Linked DNA regions of Arachis hypogaea: region 1 is linked to region 2. Evidence: chromatin contacts called from public Hi-C data. All regions are on one chromosome and are shown on one strand. The core of a region is the stretch at or near the end of the contact, and the rest is flanking DNA. Distances in the headings are between cores, read along the strand shown. Region 1 holds the start of LOC140177028. Region 2 holds the start of LOC112745154 (kinesin-like protein KIN-7O).

Region 1 (2,700 bases), core at 199-2,698, 140 kb after region 2:
GATAGAGAGGGTAAACGTTGATACCCTCAATGGTTTTTTCATCTCTGACTTGCTGAAGGACATTGGTTATACGTCCATTTCTGAGTTTTACTGGCTAGAACCTGGGAAGGAGCTTCATGATGGATTGAGGCTGCTAAGGGTTGATATGGATGTAGTTAGGATGTATGAGGCAGCCATGAAGAATGGAAATAGAATTCATTTGTATACAGAGCATCCCGTGGATCAGCCTGTTGTAGTTCAGGTTAAGGAATTGACTCCATCAAAGGGGAGAAGAAAGGTCTGTGTTAAAAGGGTACCAACTCCAAAGAAGACTCCAAGAAAAAGATTAGCAGTAGTGGAAGATGATGACGATGATAAGATAGTTGGTAATGTCCAAGTTGAAAAGTAGGCCCAAAAAAGTGCTGGCCCATAGCCCATGATACAGGCCCATCAAGAGAACAACCCAGCTCCTGTAGCAACACAGGAACCAAATAACATTTTCCAACCTCCTCCAACACCTGTCCAGCCGGATGAACCACCATCAACTCATTCCCAACCTTCACAGCCACCACTTGAGGTAGAGCAGCAACCACATGTCCCTCCCCATGATGTCAATGTATCTAAAGCTTCACAACAACCTTGGCAGTCTGATGATACAGACCAATTCATTCCCTATCAGGCCAATGTCTTTGACTATATTGCACCAGAGTAGCTCACCCAATACATCCCACATCCTTACAGAAATCCACTTTCAAAAGAAATCCCTGAGTCAGCTCCACCTTCTGACTCCAACAGGACTCCTCAGAATAATGAAACCAATCCTTCAGATGAGGCTGAGGGTCAGACAAAAAAGAACAGGAGAAGATCAACAAAAAGGCCCCCTCCTACAAGACAATCATTCATCCCTAATCCTGATCCAGACAAGCCTCCAACCTTCTATGTCCCAGTTGATCAGGAAGATTTTTCAGATGACAACGCTGGGTATCGTTGCTATGAATCAGAGGACTTGCATAGCATACCTAGTGATGAAGATTCTGATGAGACCACAGCCTTTTCTCAGAGTAATGCCGATGCCCCTATTAGCCAGGTGAGGTTGGAAGTGGGAATGAAATTTGAGACTCTAACTCAATTTAGGAAAGCAGTCCGGAAATTTAATATAAACATCGGAAGAAGCATTTTCTTTGCACGCTGTGACTCTACAAGGTCAAAGACTATATGCTATGATGAAGATTATCCTTGGCAGATATACTGTGCCAAGAGGACATTTCCAGCAAGTTATCAGGTTAAGACCTTTGTCAACGAACACACTTGCAGTAGGGACAATCACTGCAAGTCAGCAAATGGTAAATGGGTGATTGATGAGCTAGAAGAAAGAATAAGACTTCAGCCAAACTTGAGTGTGAGAGAGGCTGACCAGTTCTTCAGAGCTGAGTATGATATACTTATCAGAGAGAAAGATTTATAAATCTATGAAGAAGGCAAAGGAGAGGATTGAGGGATCTAAGATTGCACAGTATGCAATTCTTCGCGACTATGCTAATGAGATTCTAAAGACTAACCCTGGGTCTACAGTTAGGATACACACAAATCCAATGCCTGATTCAAATCCCATTTTTCTGAGGATCTATGTATGTTTTGAGGCTTGCAAGAAGGGATTTGTAGGTGGTTGTAGACCATTCATAGGGTTGGATAGAACATTTCTTAGAGGGTATTATGGGGGTCAGCTATTAACAGCTATAGGGCAGGATGAAAATAACCACATTTACCCCATTGCATATGCAATTGTTGAATCAGAAAACAAGGACAGCTGGAAGTGGTTTTTAGATATCCTTCAGGATGATGTGGGAGATTTTCAGGCCAACGGGTTTAACTTCATGTCGGACATGCAGAAGGTATGTATGTTTTAATTCTTTTATGTGTTTTAATTCTGCTATGTATAGTTTTTTATGCTTCATTAGTGAACTAGGTTTAGATGCTTAGTGTAGAAGACTGATTAGTGTGGTTTAGGGTCTGGAAGTATGAATATTGAACGCTGTTCATATTAATGGTTATCTGCAGGGGTTAATTCCTGCAGTCCAAGAAATATACCCAAACGCCAACCACAGGTTCTGTGCCATGCATATATGGCAAAACTTTCGCAAGAAATGGGGTGACTTGCAGCTGAAGAAGTGTATGTGGTCATGTGATAAGGCCTCTACGACACAGGACTTCAATGCTGCAATGGATAAGCTGAAAAAGATCAACGTAGGGGCTTGGGAATACTTGGACAAGATTAGTCCGAAACAGTGGAGTAGAGCACATTTTAGTGAGTATTCTAAGATGGACAACTACACCAATAATTACTGGGAGGTGTTTAATGCCAAGGTTAAAAAGATGAGGGGGAAACCTATCATAACCATGTTGGAAGAAGTGAGGTGCTACGTCATGCGAATCATGGCAAGAAACAAAAAGGCCTTGATTTGATACAGTGGGAGGTTAGCCCCAACCCAACAGAGTAGATTAGAAAGAGAGAAGAGAGAGAGAGCAACAAATGGAGACCCCTTCCAACCGGAGATGACGCGGGAAATGTGTATGAAGTCCAATGTCTTCCCATAAAGGTCAGTGTGGACTTGGGCAAAGGTACATGTAGTTGTAGACTCTGGCAATTGACTGGGCTACCTTGTGGACATGCATGTGCTGCTTTAGCTTACCAGAATAGAAGACCTAAAGAGTATGCACATA
Region 2 (2,700 bases), core at 7-2,506:
TGGACCAATTTCTCATCTCTTTGTGGACCAAGAAACAACTCCATGTGGCAAGTTCTAGTAGCATAGAGGCTGAATTCAGAAGCCTAATTGATCTAACAGCTGATATTATGTAGGGGCAATCACTGCAGGAAGAGCCAAAAGTTCCTACAATCAGGCTGGTTGTGTACCATGAATCTATTATAACCTCAGGTCCTCAGCACTGTCATGTTTCACAAACAGGTTTTACACTCCACGACAAAACACATGGAGGTAATCTTGTTCTTTGTTTGAGAGAAAGTGATGCAGGTTAAGCTTCTAAATGCTCACGTTCCCTCAAAAGAACGGTCAGCAGACTTAGTCGCCAAAGCAGTCTCCAAATGTAAGCTTTTCAGCATATAACAAAATTTACTGCACTACCCATAAATGCTTACCTATAACAAAATTTCAACATGCAACTATATTCTAACAAGGTAACCACTTAGTATAATTTGCACATCTAATGTGCACAAGCAACATAACCTGACTCAATGAGGAGCAGACCGCTAACCTTTTGAATCATCCGAAACAAATCATGCACAGCTTGAGGAATCACTCCTGGCTCTGTTTTTGAGCCCCGCATCGTATGAGTCTTCCCGCTATTTGTTTGCCCATAAGCAAAAATGGTGCCTTCACATCACAAACCACAAGTTAAAAAATCGCAAACTAACAAAGAAAATGTGAAAACTAAAGACTAAAAAGCTAAAATGCAAAACAATTAGAGTAGAGGAAACCCTAAACCATTGAATCCGCGAACTGCAGCAGCGACGATTTCTTTAATACGAGTTTCATATACTTCCACGGTCTTGCAGTGTTCACTAAAGATTTTATCTGTGGAGCAGAAAAATATTCAAAAAGTTAGAAATAGAGAAGTAAAGAAAAGAAAAGAAAGTGAAAATGGAATGAAGAGAGGAGGGAGCACCAAATTCAAACTTGGAGGAGTGATTGGAAATGAAAATTGAATTGCCAGAGATTCTCCAAGGGCTAGTCTTGGCATCCTCAAGGGAGAGGGGTCTTGCACGGACACTCACATGAATCCTCTCCATTCTCAAGTGTTTCTTCCCTCTCCGATGCAGGCAAAGGAATCAGCAACGGAGCTCTCAAGTGTGCTGCAAATTCAAAAAGAGAGAAAGAGAGAGGCACGCGCCAAGAGGAAGAAAGATGAGGATGTAAGGAAGAGAGAACGGGCGGGTTTATTCCTTACTGAAGAATCCTAGCCCTCGCCTTTCAATTTTAAAGTTTGGGTAAATTTCTAAAATTGTCTCTAATTCTTCGCAAATAAAATATTTTTTATTAATATTCTGTTTTTTTTGTATGATGACAAAAATATTCTTAAAATGATAGATATTAAAATCGAATTGGTTAGTCAATAATTTAATTAGTGAATTATTAGTTGAATTGATGGACTCAGTTATAAATAAAAAAAATACGAAATTATAAAAAAATAAAAAAAATTAAAATTTATATCTTCGCAAATACATTAATAACAATTAACATCAATTTTAGACTTAATTAATAATATAAAAATAAAAATAGACAATAAATTAGTCACTATTTTAATATAAAATATTTTCTCAACTTAAATAATAATCAAAAATAGCATAATTACAACGAAAGCAAAATCGCAATTTAATTAGCTTATCTAAAATTCAAATGCCAAATCAACTTTATAATTACACTTGTTTTGAGGGTTACCAGAAATTGGATTGTGTTTGGGCTTGAATGTGAGGTCCAAGCTCTTAGTGAGGTGGTTTCCGACTTAGCCCGTGTCAAGTAGTCGTCGTCCGAGTTTTTTGTAAGGAGATGAGGGGTGGTACCTACAAAACACTCTGATGCCTAAGTCAACAAGAGTATAAGCAGGTTTATAGTGTATTGGATCGTAAGTATACCTGAGAGTGTTAGTGTATTTATAGGTGATGAGCCAATAATCACCGTTGAAGTAGTTCACTATTGATGGTGGATAACCGTTCCTTTATCTAGGAGTTGTTGAGATCTCTCTTCTAAAAGTGGATGTGAGATATTAGGGGTTATTTATAACTCCTTTAGGGGAGAGTTATTACTTTGTAGAGTTTATGGTAACTGTCTTTTGAGCTTTCTCTGCTTTTGGACCAGGTATGAACAGTGCCCCTACTTGAGTCCGATCTTTTCTTAAGTCAGATTCAGGTATGCATGAAGTCGGACAAGTGCCGAGAGGTAGAGCTATCACATCGGGTTTTTCATATCTCCATTTTCAAGTCGGAAATCCGATGTCATTTTAGAATGCCAACCGGTGGGATGTAGTTACATTTGTAACCGTGTACGTTCTTTAAATGAGGGAAGGGGTTTTGACAATTTCGCCCCTTGGGTCTTATAAATATCCCTTCCTCGTTTTCTCTCTTCTATTTCGTTTCTTCTTCCTCTGTGAATTTTGCGCTCTTCTTTCTTCCTTAAGCTTTTTCATTTTCTTTCATCTTCTTGTATTGGAGCTTCATTCCTTTTTCCAAAGAACTCTAAAGAACGAAGAATCATCTGTTGCTCTGCCGCACCTGTATCAGCTTTTGGTTTCTTTGAAGAAAATAGAGGTTAGTTTTTTCGTTCTATGTAGTGTTTCCTTATTTATTAGAAAACCTTTGAATGTAAAATCTTTGCTTGTTGGTAGTTTCATGGAAGTTAATTTTGTTGCACTTCTTTGTTAGTTGGTTTATT

What was found. Hi-C and Micro-C count contacts between places; a contact is called where the count stands out from the background.
Region 1: a Hi-C map of an unstated tissue shows a contact between it and region 2, with 6 times the contacts expected there. The contact joins the promoter of LOC140177028 here to the promoter of LOC112745154 in region 2. A contact is called at or near these places in 2 of 8 Hi-C or Micro-C datasets (leaf and an unstated tissue).

The regions. Positions count from the first base shown.
Region 1 is chr2:60,487,851-60,490,550 of arahy.Tifrunner.gnm2.J5K5, forward strand. LOC140177028 reads left to right here and starts at 1,449. Exons shown (of 2, transcript XM_072209230.1): 1 at 1,449-1,871; 2 at 2,038-2,442. The coding sequence starts at 1,449. The coding sequence ends at 2,442.
Region 2 is chr2:60,349,300-60,351,999 of arahy.Tifrunner.gnm2.J5K5, forward strand. LOC112745154 (kinesin-like protein KIN-7O) reads right to left here and starts at 1,257. Exons shown (of 33, transcript XM_025794850.3): 1 at 938-1,257; 2 at 757-846; 3 at 527-645. The coding sequence starts at 1,061.